Regions from separate parts of the Mus musculus genome. Here all the other regions are linked to region 3. A link is a contact called in public ChIA-PET, HiChIP or PLAC-seq, Micro-C and promoter capture Hi-C data. All regions are on one chromosome and are shown on one strand. The core of a region is the stretch at or near the end of the contact, and the rest is flanking DNA. Distances in the headings are between cores, read along the strand shown. Region 1 holds the start of Slc46a3 (solute carrier family 46, member 3). Region 2 has its middle 11 kb from the start of Gm36405. Region 3 holds the start of Slc7a1 (solute carrier family 7 (cationic amino acid transporter, y+ system), member 1). Region 4 holds the start of 2210417A02Rik (RIKEN cDNA 2210417A02 gene). Region 5 holds the start of Mtus2 (microtubule associated tumor suppressor candidate 2). Region 6 overlaps Gm36405 (a long non-coding RNA gene). Region 7 has its middle 34 kb from the start of 2210417A02Rik.

The links. Promoter capture Hi-C pulls out the DNA fragments that hold promoters and counts their contacts. A called contact is a pair of places that touch in the nucleus more often than the background predicts. ChIA-PET counts read pairs in DNA pulled down with a chosen protein or histone mark. HiChIP or PLAC-seq counts read pairs in DNA pulled down with a chosen protein or histone mark.
Region 1: a FOXA1 HiChIP or PLAC-seq map of pancreatic cancer cells shows a contact between it and region 3. The contact joins the promoter of Slc46a3 here to the promoter of Slc7a1 in region 3. A contact is called at or near these places in 1 of 39 promoter capture datasets (hippocampal neurons) and 3 of 115 datasets of contacts at active chromatin or transcription factors (bone marrow-derived macrophages, memory CD8 T cells and pancreatic cancer cells).
Region 2: a contact with region 3 is called in an RNA polymerase II ChIA-PET map of memory CD8 T cells, with 24 read pairs. The contact joins the enhancer-like site here to the promoter of Slc7a1 in region 3. A contact is called at or near these places in 1 of 39 promoter capture datasets (embryonic stem cells), 3 of 115 datasets of contacts at active chromatin or transcription factors (the SCID.adh cell line, embryonic midbrain and memory CD8 T cells) and 2 of 9 other capture datasets (adipose tissue and liver).
Region 4: a contact with region 3 is called in a promoter capture Hi-C map of embryonic stem cells, with 4 times the contacts expected there. The contact joins the promoter of 2210417A02Rik here to the promoter of Slc7a1 in region 3. A contact is called at or near these places in 14 of 39 promoter capture datasets (the HPC-7 cell line, embryonic stem cells, frontonasal cranial neural crest and 8 more), 1 of 484 Hi-C or Micro-C datasets (embryonic stem cells) and 7 of 115 datasets of contacts at active chromatin or transcription factors (astrocytes, embryonic stem cells, forebrain and 3 more).
Region 5: a contact with region 3 is called in a Micro-C map of embryonic stem cells, with 2.8 times the contacts expected there. The contact joins the promoter of Mtus2 here to the promoter of Slc7a1 in region 3. A contact is called at or near these places in 1 of 484 Hi-C or Micro-C datasets (embryonic stem cells), 1 of 115 datasets of contacts at active chromatin or transcription factors (microglia) and 1 of 9 other capture datasets (pancreatic islet).
Region 6: a promoter capture Hi-C map of embryonic stem cells shows a contact between it and region 3, with 2.9 times the contacts expected there. The contact joins the enhancer-like site here to the promoter of Slc7a1 in region 3. A contact is called at or near these places in 19 of 39 promoter capture datasets (the 3T3-L1 cell line, the HPC-7 cell line, the SN4741 cell line and 12 more), 1 of 15 datasets of contacts at CTCF or cohesin (large pre-B cells), 5 of 484 Hi-C or Micro-C datasets (bone marrow-derived macrophages, cerebellar granule neurons, cortical neurons and 2 more), 19 of 115 datasets of contacts at active chromatin or transcription factors (the SCID.adh cell line, bone marrow-derived macrophages, embryonic basal ganglia and 14 more) and 4 of 9 other capture datasets (adipose tissue, embryonic stem cells, liver and 1 more).
Region 7: an H3K4me3 HiChIP or PLAC-seq map of the SCID.adh cell line shows a contact between it and region 3, with 16 read pairs. The contact joins the enhancer-like site here to the promoter of Slc7a1 in region 3. A contact is called at or near these places in 1 of 39 promoter capture datasets (cranial neural crest), 1 of 484 Hi-C or Micro-C datasets (the N1E-115 cell line), 4 of 115 datasets of contacts at active chromatin or transcription factors (the SCID.adh cell line, bone marrow-derived macrophages, memory CD8 T cells and 1 more) and 3 of 9 other capture datasets (adipose tissue, embryonic stem cells and liver).

Annotation. Positions count from the first base shown.
Region 1 is chr5:147,893,440-147,896,139 of GRCm38.p6, forward strand. Slc46a3 (solute carrier family 46, member 3) reads right to left here and starts at 1,376. Exons shown (of 6, transcript NM_027872.4): 1 at 1,042-1,376; 2 at 394-606. The coding sequence starts at 582.
Region 2 is chr5:148,819,208-148,821,907 of GRCm38.p6, forward strand. No RefSeq gene overlaps it. Among named protein-coding and RNA genes, the nearest start is that of Gm36405, 11 kb to the left of the region's middle. Within about 2 kb of position 1,399, at least 87 of the 459 cell types and tissues checked have an H3K27ac peak or open chromatin away from gene starts, as enhancers often do. A contact at or near this core is called in memory CD8 T cells, where this site is marked.
Region 3 is chr5:148,398,566-148,401,265 of GRCm38.p6, forward strand. It overlaps Slc7a1 (solute carrier family 7 (cationic amino acid transporter, y+ system), member 1), which reads right to left and starts at 1,339. Exons shown (of 13, transcript NM_007513.4): 1 at 1,164-1,339.
Region 4 is chr5:148,740,550-148,743,249 of GRCm38.p6, forward strand. 2210417A02Rik (RIKEN cDNA 2210417A02 gene) reads left to right here and starts at 1,291. Exons shown (of 2, transcript NR_028285.1): 1 at 1,291-1,435; 2 at 2,186-2,590.
Region 5 is chr5:147,956,043-147,958,742 of GRCm38.p6, forward strand. It overlaps Mtus2 (microtubule associated tumor suppressor candidate 2), which reads left to right and starts at 1,278. Exons shown (of 15, transcript NM_001359503.1): 1 at 1,278-1,679.
Region 6 is chr5:148,791,633-148,794,332 of GRCm38.p6, forward strand. Gm36405 (a long non-coding RNA gene) reads right to left here. Exons shown (of 3, transcript XR_377235.2): 3 at 2,685-2,700. Among named protein-coding and RNA genes, the nearest start is that of 4930505K14Rik, 15 kb to the left of the region's middle. Within about 2 kb of position 1,364, at least 23 of the 459 cell types and tissues checked have an H3K27ac peak or open chromatin away from gene starts, as enhancers often do. A contact at or near this core is called in the SCID.adh cell line, bone marrow-derived macrophages and embryonic stem cells, where this site is marked.
Region 7 is chr5:148,706,880-148,709,579 of GRCm38.p6, forward strand. No RefSeq gene overlaps it. Among named protein-coding and RNA genes, the nearest start is that of 2210417A02Rik, 34 kb to the right of the region's middle. Within about 2 kb of position 1,397, at least 163 of the 459 cell types and tissues checked have an H3K27ac peak or open chromatin away from gene starts, as enhancers often do. A contact at or near this core is called in the SCID.adh cell line, adipose tissue, bone marrow-derived macrophages and 1 more, where this site is marked.

The sequences.
Region 1 (2,700 bases), core at 126-2,625, 510 kb before region 3:
AGACCTCAACAATTGCTGCCCCGCCCCCATGGGAGGCAGCTGACTCTGGTCAGTTTTTCTGGACTTTTGTTATTCAAGAGACCAAGGAAGAGTGGGTGAGATTGTAGTGAGATTTCCTAAGGATAAAAGAGTTGGTCCCACAAGGTGGGTGGGGATTGGGGACAGGAGTGGAGGTGCCTTAGAGAGTTAGAAAGAGCCAGATTAAAGGTGTCAAGAGGAACTATTAACCGAAATAGGAACAGAGAGAAGGTGGCTTAATTTCAGTGTGTGTGTGTGTGTGTGTGTGTGTGTGTGTGTGTGTGTGTGGTCACACCTTGGAGAGCCTCTTTGGTTTGGAACCTGTTTCCATTCCCTGTGACTCCAGGATGGGAGGTTTTAATTTTAATTTCTTACCTCCCGGAATGCAAAGATGGAGCTGCTTTTGTTTTGGTCACACTCAGAGCCATTGCTATTGGAAGCAAAGGTGTAGTTACCGGTTTCCTCCCAGATCCTCCGGTACACGTACTGCGCTGTCAGCGGGATGGTCAGAGTCATAGCAAACGCGTTCAGGAGAATGGCGGGCTCTATGAATGAAATCTTCATATTGCTCAAGTGGGCAGATCGAGTCTATTGCAGAGCGGGAAGCGGGAGGAGAGAAACGGGGCGAGTGTGGGGGGGGGGGATAGAAATCATCAGTTGATTTTTTATCCCAGAGGCTAAATTCTCAAAAGTGGGGAAGTTGGAACAATGTGTCATAAACAAACATTAGCAAGCAAAAAGAGTTCCAGATTTCTGAGAGAGTGCCCTTGCCGGGAGAGGGTACCCTAGTTCTCTCCGAGGAGCAGGGACTAAGTCAACCTCCGCCCCCGACTCCGCTTAGCTAATGCTCACAGTGCTGAGCAGAACAGCACCGGCCGGTTCCCATAAGGTAAACAATGAAGTTACCCGGGGACCCGGAGGTTATGTAATTACTATTATTTTGGCTGCAGGTTAAGGGCCTTGTAAAAAGCAGCTCCCGATCGGAAGGGGAGTTTAGTTTCTGTTTTCGTTTTTAAAACTCACCCCACGGTTACAGTTTTCCTGCTAGGCTAGGCACAGGTGGGACCGTAGTCGGGACTGTGTTCTCCGTTACCCAGTGCGGGGCGTAGCGCCCCCGGGTTTTCAGCACGGTTCGCCAGCTGGGAAGAGCCAAAGGAAGGGGCAGCGAGGTGGAGCTAGACCGCAACAGGGGGACGTCCCTTGGGACGGGACACTCGAGCCCTGTTAGAAGGCAAAGAGAAATAAGCGCACCTCCCGGACTCTGTTGGCCCTGGACTCAGTCCCCGCCGCTCCCCGCGCCGCCGCACTCTTGGTCTTTGGGCCCTAGTGGTGACTCGGCCGCCGAGCATCATCACTCTGCCAAGAGCTGGCAATCTTCGGCCGGAGCTGTCACCCGCTTCCCTAGCTCGCTTGTGATTGGGTATGGCGGCCGGCGCCCCCGTAGCGATTGGTCTAGCGCAGTGTCATTCTCTTGCACCCGCCCCCGAAGGTTCAGCGGCTGAATCTCCCCGAGTTGCTGGGCAAGTTGGGTGATCCCGGCAGCTCTGCGAAGGTTCTGCTAAGCGTATCTGGATAGGATTATTGGTTTTCGCTGAAGCGCCGTGGAGTCATAGGTATCTGGATCGAGAGTTCGAGACTAGCCCAACGATATAACAAGACTCCTGTCCAAAGCAGATAATGATAATAATAATAATGATAATAATGATGATAATAATAAGTGGTTGGAAACGTCATACGCTAGGGTTGCAGTTCACTGCAGCATTCCGGTGGACCCAGCAAGCGTCTGCACAAGCAATGTGAGAGAGAAGACACTGAAAGTTCATGAGAGGAGAAGAGTTCCGAGTAGGGGAGTTGTTGGCCTTGGGAAAATTTAAACGAAATATTCACTACATTTTACGTAGTCATTTATTTTATGTGTATGCCCACGCCGAGCAGAGGTCAGAAAATGGTGCTAGAATTTGTGTTACAGGCAGTTGTGAGCTGCCCTGAGAGCGTAGAAACGGAACCCAGAGCAGTAAGTGTTCTTCATTAGTGAGCTTCTCTCCAGCCACCCCTGCTGAGTTGCGGGGGAGGGGATTGTTAAATCTCTCTGAAAGTCGGCTCTTTCTCTGTTGAGAAGATGTAAGTAAGTCTCACAAAGCCATGGCAACACCCTAGACAGTAGGACCGCCGCTAATGGCCGCCAACGCGCACAGCTGGAGCACACCTGCAGCTGATAGGGGGTTACTTCCTGAGGAAGAGAAGCAAGCTGAGAGTTCTGTGATTTGGGGACCCGTCCAAAAAAGGAAGACCTTAGGCTGGAGTGGTTGCGTCAGGAAGTGGGGGACAATCCTGCAAATGCGCCTCTTACTCTTATCTAGAGATCAAGGTCAGATGTGGGCCAGAGCCTTATTGATAAAGGAGTAACACTCCAGACTATGGGCTATTTTTGCCCAGATGAGAGTACTGGTGCAATGCTCCTAACCACTGAACCACCCTCTCTCGAGGCAGATCTGGAACAGCTTCAGAGTGGGAAGGGCGGCTAAAGGAGCTGACTAGCAGAAAAGGATATTCTGTACTGGAGAGAAGGCGATCTGATGACTCTAGATAGCCACAGAGAGAATTGAGGAAGTAACTCTCAACATCGCACTCTTGACAGTTTCACAGCACTGTACAATCTTCATATGCCTAAAATAACAAACA
Region 2 (2,700 bases), core at 149-2,648, 420 kb after region 3:
CTGGTCTACAGAGTGAGTTCCAGGACAGCCAGGGCTATACAGAGAAACTCTCTAAACAAACAAACAAGCAAACAAACAAATTACTACACCTGTAAGGTTTTTCAGTTTGATTTGTTTTGTTGTTTTTGTTTTATTGTTTTTTATTTTTGACACAGGACCTCACTCTATAGCTCTGGATGGCTTGGAACTCACTCTGTTGACCAGACTGGTCTCAAATTTAGGGCAATTCTCTGGCCAGTGTTGGGAGATAAAGGTGTAAAACAACCATGAGGGGACTGAGCAGGTGTCAGACAGGGAGACAAACCAAAGAGAATGACCCCTGCTAGCACAGGTTGCGCCTTCCTTTGCTGTGTCATTGGGTAGGGTGCAAAATGGACTTGGCCACGAGCCAATAGGCAGACACGGCTCTGAGGTTCCACCCACAGTGTCCTTTGAAAGAACCTCCTCTCGGAGGAAGTCTCTTGGCAATTTGCCACTACTAGTTTACTACCGAGGCACTGTGGTTGGAAGGTGTCTCCCTCAAGTCCACATGTTGAGAATTAGGTCCTCAACACAAATACGTTGAGAAGTGAGATCTTTGGGAGGCAATCAAATCCAAATGGAGTACTGTCCTTTTGAAGGAATGGCTTCCTCACAGATGAAAACTCAGCCCATTTGCTGCTATCTCGCGCTGCCCTGCTTCCACCTTAACTACGGGAGAGCAGGGTGAAGGTGCTTAGCTGTGCACCTTCCCTGACACCGGTGCATCTGACCTTCCCAGCCTCTATGGTATAACAATTTCTGCTCTTCGTGAAACACCCAGTCTCACGTATTCTATTGCAGCAGCCTGAAACAGGGGACAGTGTGACATGCTTGTATTTGTCCTGAGTTGAGGACATTTCAGTGCTTATAGAAACCACCAAGTTCTCAACTGTTTCCTACCCAAGTCACAAATGAAGCCAATGCTCTCTACCCACACGTAGGCCACACTGTCTTTAGGAAGTGGGGTGCTGAAGGCTCAGGCCATAAAACTCCGCTTTCATGTTTTGTTGAGGGCCTTTTGGTATAAAACAGTCACCCCAAAATGACCTCATCAAAATCATTTTCTCAGAATAACCCGGCTAACCAGAGGTAATGGTGCAGCAAGTAAGTAGCATCCTGGTGCCTGGCCCGGGTGAGCCAGCATCATTGACGTAAGTGGGGGGTAGGGGGAGGTTAAGGGACATGGGGGGTATGCTCTAGCCTCCCTCTCTCCCTCCTTCCCCCTCCCCCCTCTCTCAGTGTGCCAAAGCTTAGCTGCACTGAATCATCTCAGGAGCGCCAGAAAAAACGCGATTTCCCGGGTTCACCCCTCAAGGACTTGATTGCCCGGGTCAGGCAGTGCGCCTCAGCACCGCTGATTCTGACTCACACATCCCTCCAGGTGACCGCAACACGTGGCTCCGTCAGCCAGCTCCATCCGTGAAAAGCGCGCTGCCTCTGTGACAGCTTTTCTTCTTGTCTTTATTTCGGCACTTCCCGTTTCTCCTAGCTCCGGGGAGTAGGCTTTGGTGATTAATTGCCGAGCTAACCCATTCATTACTCCTTAATAAGATGAATCCGTGTCACCAACAATAAGTCATGCTGCCTCTGCTTCCTGTCGCCTCCTGACAGGTCTCTGGTGCCATCCCGTTCTTCTCTGCAGACAATTATTGTGATAACCGCATCCAGGCCATCAAAGGTGGTTTTCAATTCGGGGGTGGCAGGCGGGGGAGGGGGGTTGGGGGGGTTTGGTTTGGCTTGAGTCGTTATCGGTCAGAATTTGTTGATGCTGCTGTTGCTCTTCTTTTTGTTGGGGGTCGAGGATGAAGGCCGTTAGAGTGAGAGCTGATGGCCAATTCATTAAATATAATCCAAGGAGACGCTGGAGAATACAGTGCTTTGAGTCCCCTGGCCCAGGGGTCAGCATCTGGCAGGACATCCCAGGAGACCACAAGCAAGGGTCTAGCATCTGTGTTTGAAGTCCAAACAAGGGGCCGCCTCCCTTTTCCCTCTTAATTTGCCTCCCATCGTTGAGCCCTCGTACCTTCTCTTTGGGGGTTTGAGCAAGTCAGTTTTCCCCACCTTTATTTATATTCAGTGTGAACTCAAAATCACTGGAACATCTGTAAGGGGGTGAATTGTGACCCTCTAAAATAGACACATATCCAAGTCTAAGCTTTTTAATGTGATTCCATCAGAAAATAAGATTGTTTCAACTGGCCAGTGGTGGTGCATGACTTTGATCCCAGCACTGGGGGGGGGGGGGTGCAGACACAGAAAGATCCCCGTGTCCAGGGCTACACAGAGAAACCTTGTCTCAGAGGGGGAAAAAAGATTGTTCCAAATGTCACTAATCACATTAAAATTAAAATAGTGCTACACAGGGCTAGTGTGGACCCTTAGTCCAATGGCTGTCATGTCTAGGTCAGAATGGACATTGTAAAGGCAGACTTACCCAGGGAGGGAAAAATACATAAAATTGGAGGTAAGGGTGCATCCAAGAGATGAGATACATCAGGGAAGGTATCGGAAGTGGCCAGAAGAGACACAGAACAAGTTATCTAGAACCTTAAAGAAAGCACAGCCTTGCAGCCCCCTTGATTTTAACATACAATTAAGAGGTATCCTTTGCTGGTTTAAGAGAGGTAGAGACTGGGGTGGCTGGAATCTAGCCTTTCTCTGATCTTTCTACCTGCGTCC
Region 3 (2,700 bases), core at 89-2,588:
TTAGTGGCAGAAGGGTGTGCTCTAGTCAAAATAATAATTTCCATTGAGACCAACTAAAAATACCAGGGGGATGACTGTGTCGAGGTTTCCTATTATCTTAACCACACATGAAGGGCAAGAAATGTTACAAAAATCCCAATTACCAGCTGACTCCATGACAGCTAAGACAGTCAACCAAAAGATAACGCAGAAGATAACGCTCCGGATTCTAGTGAAAGTTTACTCACCTTTAGAAGAAATACACCTATGGTTGAAACCCTGTCCTCCTGCACGTGAGAGTATAACTGTGGGTGCTGGGAAATGTAGTTTTTTAGTTTGTTTTGTTTTCCTGACAGCACATGTCTGCCTATCCCAGCACATGTCTGCCTATCCCAGCACATGTCTGGCTATCTTAACACACAAGTCCACACAGCAGTGGGCTGGAGCGAGCGACACTGGACTGCTCTGCGGACACCCTTGGCTGGTGACCTGATCGTGCCCAGGAAGTCTTCCACTGGACAGAAACACACGGAGCACAGGTTGTCTACGGAGCCGGAAGAACTTCCTCCCACTCCACACCATCTGGAAGAACAGTCTGTGCAGGCCGAATCGGGTCACAAGGAAAACCCACCCAAGAGGGAGTCCCTCCAAAGGGACCTCTGGAGACTATGAGGCGACCCGGAGGACAGGAATCTCAGGTCTCGGGTCATGCCTGCGAGACCTGACAAGAGTCCATCCTGCGCGCGGCTCGGCTGACGACACTGCCCGGGACCGCGTGGCGGGGCGGGGTGCCGCGCACCGCGCCATGTAAGGGAAGGTCTCCCAGACTGCCGTGACTCCGGATGCCACCCGGGGCAGCCTGCGTAGATGGGTCCCCGCGCCCACGTGGAGCCTACACACGGCGCCACGCGTGGCGGGCGTCACCCGGGTCGCCCGTGTTCACTCCCTCCCGCTGTTGCATCATGCACCACGCCGCGCCTGCAAAGGACCAAGATGGACTCGGAGGAGGCGACCGGAACACTGGTGCCCGCCCCACGCACCCATCCCCCGGAGATGGAGAGGATAAGAAGAACCCTCGCCCTGCCTGAAACGCCACCCGAGGCCACACACACAGACACACACGCACACCGAGGTGACTCAGGCTTTCAGAGCTTCCTGGGCAATCACAAGGATCGCGTACTCACGGAGGAGGCGGCAAGATGTTGAGCTGTGTGGAGACCGCGGGTAGAAAGCCTCTCACACCTGCTAGCTGAGGGGATGGCGCACGCGGGCGGAATCCGAGCCGGTTTCATCAGCCGCGCGCCGCCCTCCGCGGGCCCCACGGCCACGGCCAGTGCTGCGCGTCAGCTTCCAGGGCACCAATGACAGCGCCGCGCGGCCGCGCCCCTGTGGGCGGGGACACCCGAGACCGGGCTTCCCCGCCGGTTTGGGCGCCTCCCGCGCGCGCCCTTGGTCCTCCGCAGCCGCAACTGAGCTTGAGTCAGAGCTGATGGCACAGGCTGAGGGGTGCGAGCCCCCTCCTGGGGAGCCACGGACAGCTGACGACCAGGTTTCTTGCTCCAAACTGGATGTAAGACACATTTTAAAGACTTTTTTTTTTTTTGGACTTAGTTGTAAATCTTCTTTTGACATTGGACTACTTTACGGCTGTGCCCTAGCTAACGCCTTAGCCTCCGCCTTGGTCAGGAAGGGCCCCAGAACCTGCAAGCCTCCCTTTGATACAAGGTAGTTCCTCCACATAGCCAACAGAACAGTTCAGGCAGTTCACACCCGCGGGACTCTCCCCAAGTTTAGTACCCAAATCTAGTCTTCAGGGTTCCTTCTGATCTCTGCTCCAAAATCGAGAACTACAGTCTATAGGGCTGAGGGATGGCTCAGCGGTTAACACTGACAACCCTTTCAGAGGACCCAGTTCTGACTCCCCACATGGGGGCTCACAACTAATCTGTAAGTCTTGAATGTGATGCACAGACATACACAGGTAAACCATAAATATGCATAAGATAAAAGTTTTTATAAAGAATTATATCGAAGCCCGGCAGTGGTGGCACACACCTTTAGTCCCAGCACTTGGGAGGCAGAGGCAGGTGGATTTCTGAGTTTGAGGCCAGCCTGGTCTACAGAGTGAGTTTCAGGACAGCCAGGGCTATACAGAGAAATCCTGTTAAAAAAAGAGAGAGAGAGAGAGAGAGAGAGAGAGAGAGAGAGAGAGAGAGAGAGAGAGAGAGAGAGGAAGGAAGGAAGGAAAGAAGAAAGAAAGAAAGAAAGAAAGAAAGAAAGAAAGAAAGAAAGAAAGGAAGAAAGAGAGAAAAGAAAGGAAAAGAAAAGAAAAAGAGAAAAGAGAAGGTGGATGCTATGTGTGTTCTCAAGTGTGCCTTATCAGTAAAGGGATTCATTGTCAGCCACAGCTGTTGATACTCCCATAGAATTAAACTAACGATGTATTAATTTATATTGCCCAGCCAAAAAGTCTTAATGAATACGTAGAGGGAGGTGGATAGCACTAAAGCACTTCTAACACTTGTAAGATAACATTAAAGCACTTCTAACAGCGTTTGTGATAATAACAAGGCATCAAACATGCTTTGTTTTCCAACAGCCAACAGAAGTAAGTGTCAATCATGCGGTGATGAACTGATTCCTGCCAATCTAGTAGGGAGGTCTCCTGAATCTTTACCAGGTGCCCCCTTCTCACAGAGGGAAACCTCCCATCTTTCAGCG
Region 4 (2,700 bases), core at 41-2,540, 340 kb after region 3:
TGTGTTGCCAAGGTATAATTCCCCCACCTGTTTCCAGATGGACACATCCTGGCAGAGGAAGCGCCCAGGGGTGTTTAATGCCAGGGGCTGCCAGAGGCTTGTAAACAGGGCCATAGACAACACCCGCACCAACAATTATACCCAAGGCCGAAAAGCAGCCAGTGGTGTGTCACCTCCCATCTGCACAAGCTACAGCCACAATTTGCCGAGACAGCACCTTGTATGTCTAGAAAAGCCAGACCCAGATATTTCTGGGCCCAAGGACAGCGGGCTTCCTCATTAAAAAAAAAAAAAATTATCAGACAGATAACCACTTAAAGTTTGAAAGTGTCATAACTCAGCCACCCAGACACATGCCAAACACCACCTCTTTTTCTTTTCTGTCCTCCCAAGTACAGATGTTAATTAGGGGTCATTGAAAGGCCTCGTGCATGCAGCTGCTGACCTCCTGGAGACCGCCCACTGGTGACCTTCAGGAATGACCAAGTTCAAACACCAAGCCGCTTTCGATTTAATCACAGGCTGCGGCTAGCTGCAAACACCCCTGTGCAAACAGGGCGCTTAGGAGAGGGAGCCAGTTCTGCAAACAAACAGCACTGGGCAGACACTCAGCTCTCAGAAACCCTGAAGGCTGACATCACAACCCCAGGCTCCAAGCCAGAAATTCTGTAGGCCCTGACCCAGCCACAGAGGGCGGGAGGTTTGCTCAGAATTTATTGGGAAGCTGTGGATAAATTTCCTTTAGAGTTACCTGATGAGTGTGGCGCTTTGTGACAGTTAATCTGGATGTGTTCTGCAGCCAATATGGAGGGGGTGTCATTGTCAAATTCCTGTTTTGAGTTGATAAAGGCTTAAACAGAAATGGACCTTCGATGATTCAGCTTACTCTTACCAAGTGTTTACTACGCACCCCGGAAGAGCCATTCATGCGGCAAATACTTATTGAGCACCTACTATGAGGTAGGCTCTGGAGACACAGTGGTCCCCATCTGTTGATCATTTTGCAGGCTGGAGAGGAGCTCAGACGTGAAGGCATGATGTGTGTGATGCTGAAGAGCCGAAGGAAATGGGATAGTGCCAAGGGAGACTTCTGGAGCCACTGGAGACTTCCGGGTGCGGGGAGCTCAAAGAGCTGCCCCCATGGAAATGAAGTTTAGTTTATAAACTGATTGAATTGGGGAAAGCCCAGTGGGGCTCCACCCATCCTTCTCTCGGGCTTCCTGCAAGAAGCACCGGAAGTGAGTTCGAGAAGCCTGAAGGGAACTGTAGTTCGGTTTGTAGAACTTGCTGGAAGAGCAGGAAGCAGTTAACAGAAGCTTTGTAAACTCTGAACTCAGACTCTGTGCTAGGACCCGCGGCTGCGCGGGTTTCACAGGAAAGTTAGATGACGACACGGTCTTGCTTCTCCTTTCCAGTCACCCTCAAAGAGTCCAAGGTATGAGTGGCTGGCAGAGAGGGCAGGTGGGAGCACTCGGGACCTGACTGGGGACAGGGGAGATGGGGCAACAGTGGGGGTGTTGGGGAGGGCGACCTGGCAAGGCAGGTGGGAAGGGTGACCCCTGCCACAGAGCTCTGGGCGAGCAGAAGAAAATTCACAGAGCCGCAAGCTGAGTCAAGAAGCCCGAGAGAAGGATGTGTGGAGCAGGACATGGCAAATTCTCTTAACTATTGAACCATCTCTCCAGCCCCTCTTTCTCTCTTTTCAAAGATTTATTTTTATTTTATGTGTATGAACGTTTGCCTGCATAAATGTCTGTGCACCACATGGATGCAATACCCATAGAGGCCAGAAGGGGGCATCAGATTCCCAGGACCTGGAAATTCCCAGGCACTTTCACATGGTTGGGAGCCACCAGGCCCTTTGGAAGAGCAGCCAGTGTTCCTAACCACAGAGCCATCTCTCTAGCCCCTTTAGAATCTCCTTTTTAAGGGCCTTAATTCTAACTGTTACAATGTCCAACTCTTTGCTGCACCACACTTGGTACCTGAGAGCAGAGATATGTTTAATCGCCTTAGCAGTCTGCTGGGTCAGAAAAGGAAAGAAGAGAGTCTGTTTGCAGGAACTGTAATCTAAGTCTGAGAAAGCAGCTGTGATTCCCACCTGCTGTGCACCCTGAGGGGAATCCTGGGAAAGGAACAGCACACAGTTCCGCCTCTGTCTTTCTTCCCTACATCCCTCTCTCAGGAAGTAAGCCTTCCCGTATCTTGTTCTCGGTTGAAGGACCCGTTGAAGCCCCTCTATTCCTAAGGAAGAAAAGAAAAACCGTTCTCCAGGAGATGATCTGAAAGAGTCAAGCTTTGGATTCTATATGTCTTGAAGCCGTCATTTGAGTGACCCTTGCCCTTGTGCATTAAGAATTCTCCAGCAGGAAACTGAACAGTATTGATTAGATTTGAAGATATGGCTGGAGAGTAGGCTCGTCAGTTAAGGTTATATACCACTCTTGCAGAGGACTGAGTTCAGGTCCCAGCACCCACAATGCCTGAGACTCTTGCTTTGGGAATCCAAGTTATCTGCCTGTACCTACATACCCCGCACCCCAAGACACATACACCTACGCATAATTAAAAATAAATCTTTTTAAAAAACTGAATACATCTACCCTTTGACCCAAAGGCTCAAAAGTATAGGAATTTATCTTGCAGAAAATAGTCTCCTGTGTGGATAAAAGCCTCATTAAGCTTTCTTTTTTGTAAGGT
Region 5 (2,700 bases), core at 28-2,527, 440 kb before region 3:
CCGATGTGGTGGAAGATGGTCAGGTCTGCCTGTGGGATGGGGGTGGGGGTGGGATGAGTCCCTGGAGGAGTGGGAGTGGCCCGAGGAAGGAGCTGTAGCGCCAGGACCTCATTCCTTGCACCTGGGAGGCATGGGCTTCACAGAGCACCCAAATAGGAAAGTGAATGGCACAAAGGAGGCTTTACTATCTTTCTAGGTTTAAGTCAGGCTGGGGTTTGTGAGTTAGGGGAAGGGAGGGGCGAAGGCTTAAATGAAATGAGCTTAAAGTTTGATTTAGATTGGACTGGACTTTGTAATAACAGCCAGTCAGACCGCTTGTTAACACCCGAAGGTGACAGGAAAAGCGATAAAACGTGCCCTAGATTCCTCCAGAAGAAATGGGAGGCCACATAGAATAATGTAAAAAGACAGCCGTGTGAAAAGTGCTCTTTCATGATTTCCCTTCACAATATAGACCAGTTAGTACAAAAATTCAGCTGGTATAAAATGTTGCTCGGCACAGCAATGCTGGGGTGGGGGAGGGAGCCCATTTTCCCCACACTCCCGACCCCCAAGAGAAAGCGAGCAAGCACATCAGTAAGCCAGCATCTCATTGTCTTCTCTGTCAGTCTGTCCCAAATCTTGTGAGCCAGAGGCTGGAGAAGCCCCCCGGCTGTCTTCAGGCTTCCCAGGTGCGCTGCTTTCAGGCGACCTGGAAGGGCTACTGAGAAGTCCTGCGTTCATGTTTACTTCTGAGGAACGTTGTGAACTACGAAGCAGACAAGCTTGCGTTGAGACAAGAGTCTTTCAAGTGGGTAGCCGGCTATGCATTACCCCTAGATTTGGAGGCAGAGGCAAGAGGATATCTGTGAGTCTCAAGTGAGATCCTGCCTCAAACACCCCAACTCCCCCACCCCCACCCCCGCCAAACCCGCACACAATCACACACAAAACCCTTACAGAGACTTCTTTAGTCTCCTGTCCATCAGCCCCGCTACATCCCTTGCGAGTTCACCCGCTGGACCCCAATTCTTCCTGCTGCACGCAATTAAAAGAGGCTCTCTCTTCCGATTGGACCACAGCACATCCCACTCGTGGGAGTCAGGAGTCTAGGTCAGCGACCTCAGGCTGCTTCTCCTTTCTCTGGGGTCTGAGGCTGGATGCTCCGGACCACTGTGGTCCCGTGAGCTGCCGGGTCGTGTCGGGCCAGCAGAGGGCGCTCGGCTCCCCCCACGGGGCTCCGGACGAGAGGAGGCGCCGGGGCTCGCGAGCATCTCCGGGCGGCCGGGAGGGGGTGCGCGCCTCGGGCCGCTGCAGCCCGGCTTCTGTCACCGCGGACGGCACCTCACTGGAGGGTGGGCGGGAGCGGCGTCTTTGTCCGGCGAGGCGTCCTCAGCCCGGGCCATCCCTGTGATCAGAGCCCGGCGGCTTGGGCGGTGCCCAGTGGTGAAGTGCGCGGGCGGAGGGCTGGCTGCGGCCACGGCCCCAGGTACCCCGGTGCCCTAAGCTCGCCACCTGCGCCACCTCAGCCCGCGCTCTGTCAAGTTGCAGAAGACCCGGGTGGGTCAGGAGTCTGGACGCGTGGGCGCGTTGCAAACTCCAGCTGCGAAGGAGCTGCGTGCGGAGGTAGCCCGGCCCGGGATGCTCCCGGAGGCTGCTCTGGTCTCTCTGCACATCCTTCTTGGCTCCTCCAGACCCAGGTGAGCGACTGCTGTCCGCGCGTCCCGATCCGGCTGGAGACAGGTGCAGAGCGGGGCGGAGGCGGTGCCTTTTGCTGGCTTCTCTGGCATCAGAGAGCCCGCTCCCCGCTGCCCACATCTTCTGCTCCGCCGGAGAGAGGCTGCAACCCACTCGCACCTTCCGGGGATGTCAGGTTGAGCACGGTGTTTCAGAGGCGACAGCGGGTTAGCCTAAGCGAGCTCCCACCCCTCTCCACCCCCAGCTCGGGATAATTCGGTCCGTGTCTTCGTCTTAATTTAGCACCGATGTGTTATTTCCTTGGAGCCCTAGAATGGTAAGGCTTGCTCCATCCATTTTTCAACCCCCTTCATTCTGAGTCTGTGCAGGGAAAGGCTTGCAAGTGATGTTACTACCGTTCTATTTTAAATACAAACACCCAGAGAAGTACGCTTGGCGGCGTGCCAGAGGCGCCTGCACTCTTTTGTTATGTAAGTGCTTCACAGGAATATTTGCTGGTTGGTAAAGTTAGGAGCGGTTACCAGAGAACGTAAGAGCGCAGGAAGTCAGAGCCATAATTTCTGTCTTAGCTCAAAACTTTCCTTCAGGATAAGCATGAGATGGTTTTGGTATCATTTAAAGGCGACAGGAGGTCCTTTCAAAAGAAAAATTCATACCGTAGACTCTCAAGCGTTAAGACACAAAACAGGCTTTTTTTTTTTTTTTAAGTCTGTTATGAAAACCAGTGGGACGTCTCTGACAATAAATAGGTGGGAAGTGACTTAAAGAAATAGATCCCTGTCACATAGCCGTTTTGGCTTTTAAGTTGTTAGGTAGTTGTATTTTGCTGTCACGTGGACATAGCTAATCGTGTGTTGACAGTTATTAAAGATCTCTGCTCACACGTACCGTAATTTTTCAGGTACAAAGATGAGAGTGGAAAACATCAGATACGCATCTTGTTCTTACTGGTTTCTGGTGATGGCATTTGTTATGTGTGTGGCTCATGTGGAGTCAGGGTTGTGACTGTTGGTGGGCATCGTT
Region 6 (2,700 bases), core at 114-2,613, 390 kb after region 3:
TGGCTCTCACCACTCAGGCACCTGGGCAGCATCTGTCCAGGCTGAATGAGGTGGGGTCTGTCCTTCCAGACACCTCAACCTGCCTGCTGACTCTAAGCTTCCAGAAACTTCCAGCCTGCTCCTTGCTGGGATGAACAGCTCAAGTCCAGAGTCTTAGAGTAATTGTATTCGCCAGGCTTCTGAACTGCTGACACGGAGTAGGAAGGACCCAGTGTCCAGCTACCAAAGGAGCAAAGGACACTCAGAGGCTGCTCCCGGCCCCCAGCAGAGCCCCTGTTAAATGTTTGCTCTCCCTGGCCTTGATGTACCTCCATATAAACAACAGCTGGACTCGGGCAGCTTCTGTTTTGCAGGTGGAAGGAGTCGGCAAGATGGAAAAGAGGAAGCAACAGGCTAGTATACGCCAGGAAACACAGCACATAACACTCATAAGGGCCTGGGGTTCTGGCAGTCTGGCCTCTGCGTCTGTAGTCAGGACCGCAGCGTTGACTAGCACGGTTGTGACAATCTTCTGTGATGCTTTGGTGCTTCGGCATAAAGGCACCCATTAACCTGCCCATTAATACAAAAATTAGCATAAGTGAAGGAAGACATTGGACCAAGGACCTAGTCTGTGACGCTCACTCTGATGATTACAGAGGCTTGTACAGAGAAGTTAACAGGTTTCAGATGTCACTTGGCTTATAGTCATTGTTAGAGAAGATCCTCATTAACAAGGTGGATATGAATTCTCACTTAAAAGAAGAGAAATGGAGGCACAAAGAGGGTTTTCTGGTTCTGTGACTCAATCAAAACCTTGCAGGAAGAGCTAACACCTCTAAGGGTTGACTGGAGAGAAATTAATAAAGATGTTTCCAGAAGTTTACAGAGATAGACAGAGGCAAACCAACCCCTGGGTGTCCATGCAGGAAGCTGCTTCCTACTGAAACCTCAAGGGGCAGGTACAGAAGGCGATGCTAAAACCCAGAAAGGGTTCCTAGTAGAGCTGGGGGTGGGGTGCTCCTGGTGGGAGCTGGGGGCCCAAAGGGACCTGCTCTTACCATCAGGAGGAAAGGGGAACCAGAGGAATAAACAAACACTGCGACTCTTCCTCCACGTAGCTGAGGTGGAAACAAGATGTCAAGGGAAACAAAACCAGTTCTCCGTGCATGGAAGGAGAAAGCCAGAGAACAACCGTCAGGGGAGGAACGATTGGAGACTGCCCAATTTGTGTGGTGACACCTGCAGCTTGGGCAGGGAATCAGTGAAGGATGCAACTTTTTTTTTCAATGGACAAAGAAAACGGAGGGAGGAGCTGTTGACGAAGAGCACGCCCAAACTTGACTGCAGATCCAGCTGACCAGTTCCGGACAGCGCTTAAAGATGCAAATCAGCTACAGACCTAACCTCACTTCACCCAGCAAGCTGGGCAGAGGCAAATATCTGGGTCAAACAATAGCCTAGAAAATAAGTAGATAAGAATCTAAACAGGTCGTTTCTGCTGCAAGATCCTGACATTGCAAAGCTCCAACCCTAAAGCTTCAATCAACAAGGACTGAATACATGTTGAATGAATACATTCTTCATTCAAACCAAATCCAGAGCCTGATGCATTTTGCCTGCTCCTTGCCGCTACTTAGGGCGCCACCTCGTGCCCATTTGCCTGTACTACACCCTCCCGCTTAAACCTTCACTTGGAAAGGTTTGTTGATAGAGGAGAGAAAAATTGGCTTCCAAGACAGACATTTTTCTAAAGCGGCTGATTTATAAAGTGGATTTCACACATTATTTTTCTTGAACAAAACTCCAAACACATGACTTAAAAACAATTACTTAAGGCAGTGTACCTAGTGTTTGGATATTTCTGTTCAACAACTGCTTTTAGAAAAAATGTTTACAGAAATTGGTTCGTTTGCATAGGAGATAAAGATAGCCTGCACGTCTTGCAGAATGTGACCTCATATACCTAAAACTTATTTAGGCCTCTGTTAGGGACTGAATGGTATCACATTCCCCCACCAAGATTCACTAGTGCTTCCAAACGAACATAACTCTGAGATGAGGCCCGTAAAGAGATTAAGTCCAAACACACCTTTTAGGGTGTCCCTATCCAATGTTAACGATGTGTTTATGGGTATTTTATTACAAACACGTAGGCACAAAGGGAGATGAACACGATGAGAAGCCATGAACGGGCTTAGGAGAAAGCAGGCTGCCTCTACATCCATCTCCATCTCCAGTCTTGTGGGAAGGAGCAGGCTAGAGGAAGCGGGCAATCTGCGGCAGCCTAGGTAGCATAATCTAGCTCTGATTTCTCTCCTAGGCAAGGTGTGCGAAGACACAGGAGACCCTGTCTCGGTGGAGGGAGTTGAGCTGCCACTAAGTAGGCTCTTGCCAGAGATTTTGGCCTCTGTGAAAAAAGAGTGGTCCAGCGAATTGGGAATGAAATGCCTTTGGGGAGTAGGGGGGTCCCTAGCACAATGACTGGCTTGCAGCACCTACTTCATGCTCTAGGATCAGCCTTAGCAAGAGTGTGGGCACAATGGTACCAGATTTCCCACAAGGAAACCTGTTCAGACCCCCTCTGGACCTTATGTAGAGAAAAGGGAAGCTGGTTACTGAGTGTCAGTAGAAAGCGCCCCCCCCCCTGCCCGCAATCTGTGGAGAGCTGAGAGACTTGCTTCCAGACAAGCGCCTTGAGGATGATGGCTTTATTGAGGG
Region 7 (2,700 bases), core at 147-2,646, 310 kb after region 3:
TCACACCAGGAATTTCCCAGAATCCCTTAAACCTTATAGGATGGAGATCACACGGATCATCAGCTGTTGACGGAAACATCAGATATGCTGTGAGTCTGCCCTAGACAGTCAGGCTGCTGTGGAGACTAAACATAAACCCAGACAGCAAGAAGGCCGAGGTGAAAGAGAACGGCATTCTTGTAAACGTGTCCTGCTTCCCCGACACCCCCTGAACACAGAGTCTTTCCGTCTGCTTCTTCTGGATCCCATGTGCATTATCAGCCTGTGGGCTCCTGTCTCCTCCACAATCCCGTTGCAAGGCACAGGGCGAATCTTAGTGTCAATGACCGAATAGCGGAATGAAGGACACACAACCCGTTCATTCCTCTGCAGCAAAATTTAATTATTCCTAGGATACAGGCTTCTTCTGACAAGACCCTCAGAGCATCTGTGTACCATGATGATGTTCTGGTGGCAGCAGGGCAACAGCAGGAGCTGCCCCTGGCTTTCTCGCAGCGTCTTCGGAAAACACGCCATTAAAGCTGATGCTATGTGTGGGCAAGAGAAACGAGCGAGCGTCAATACCCCGATTTAGGATCTCTGTATAAGGAAGCTGGATCCTCAAAGGCAGAGCCACTCTGTCAAGAGCACAGATAGAGTAGATGGAAGCTGGCTGGCTGGGGTCCCTGTGTGGAACTGGCTCCACCACTTCCTAAGAACTGCGAGGTTTAGCTGAGCTCAGCGGATCTCTAGGAAAAGTTGAAGTGTGTGGACAGCTTTTATCTCTTGTGAAGTAAAAAATTTTAAAGTGTGTGTGTGCACGCTCACACACGTATGACCACAGAGGCCAGGAGAGGGTGTTGGATCCCTTGTAGGGGGGATCACAGATGGTTGGTTGTGAGTTATCTAATACAAGTACTGGGAACTGAACTCAGACCCTCTGTGAGAGCAGTGAGTGCTCTTAACTGCTGAGCCATCTCTCTGGACCCCAGTAATGTTTTCTTAAGGTAGAGGATCTGGCAAAGGGGGTGGGGTGGGGTGGGGTGGTTCCTAGCCTCCCTGCCATCCCAGGAGTCCCAGGGACTGATGGGAGTAATGGAGGTGGGTGTCTGGAAAGGGGGGCTATGGGGGTAGGGTGGGGGGTGGGCTATCTTTGCAGTCAGCATAGGGTCCTCACTAGCGCTACTCAGAGGGCTGCACCAGGGAGACAGCTGTCAGACCACTCACCCAGCACTGTGGGCTGGTTATGGTAATTTTTCTGACAAATCACAGAGGAGAGCTCAGAAGGGAAGAGCTCTTGTTCCAAGTCACCGAACAGTCTCACATATGCTCAAAAGCCTTCTCTGTACAAATAAAGGAAGTGCCACTAACTCCACTTTCCAGAGGAAAGTGACTCATTAATTGCTTACCCAGAGTCACTGGCAGAGCTGAGATTGAAAGCTCGGATGAAGGTCTGATGCCAAAGCCCTGAGTGGGGCCCTGGTGTAACACGGGGATGGTGAGGAGGGAGCTAGGTGGGACTGACAGCTAGTGTGGGGCCCTGGGTACCAGCCAGGAATGTGGAATTACACTAAAGACTCCCTTCGGGGCACAGCAAATGACTTTTTTTCCCCTCAAGGCCAGCAGTGAAGAACAACTGATTACAGACTGAGCTACAAGCCTCAGCCCCTGACTGAGGCTGTCACAGCAAGGAAGGAGCCATGCTGGAGGGTCGTGTGCAGAGATCCCTACAGAGTGCCACGGAATTAATTGTGCATCTTTAATGGAGTGCATCTTTAGCTGACCTAGGGCCCGATTCTTGCCCTTAAAGAGTAAATAAAGTCCTTAAAACTAGCAAAAGGTGATGTGAGGTCCAGTATGTAAAAGGCACGTCGCTCTTGACGCTTCGTCCTTTAACAAGATACCCTGGATGTTTTTTGGATGGCCCTCAAAGACTTTAAGGGGTTACCACATCCAGATAAGAGGGACTGTGGTGCTAAAAATATAGAAAGGGCTTGTGGAGGAAGATCTGGGAACTTTAATGGAAAAGCCTGCCGCTCTTAAGTAAAAATAAGGGGACCAGAGAGAGGACTGAGAAGCCCCAGCCCCAAGCCCAGCTTTGTCTCCTGCCCCCAGTGAGTGAATTGACTCTCTTTAAACCCTAAAAGCAAGTGGCTCCAGTAGATGGAATCCCAGGAGCACCCAATCCGAGGTGCAGAGGAGAAGCAGGGCGGGGCAGAGATACCTGGGGTGGGGGAGGGGTCTCTGCAGGTGCCACCACAGGAAGCACTCTCCTCTGTCACCCGTCCTGATGTGGCATGATTGGTTTTTAAAGCCTTTTAAACCCTATTTTTACACCGAGCACATTTCTCTTCTCTTTCAAAGGAACAAAGGGATCACACAGCCCACATGCCCTTCAAACTGGCAGCTGGGGAGGAAAGGCAGGGTGCAGATCTGCAGCCACAGAGAGCTGGTTCCCCCACGTCCGCCTCCTGCATCCGACAGAAGGGCAGCCAGCAGATGCAGGCTCCGTGGAGCCACCCATCCCGAAGGTTTCCAGTGCCCTGGCAACCAATTATTACAGTGGCATTCAGTAGTTTAGGGAAGGTTAAACCCCTGTCTTTCTCCCAGATACTTAGATGACCCTGGTCAGAAAGTCCGGTGTCCTTCCATGTGACCAGGGTGAACCCACTGTGACATGCTTTACCTGCTGTACGCACACACAAGTACTCGAAGGGTTTT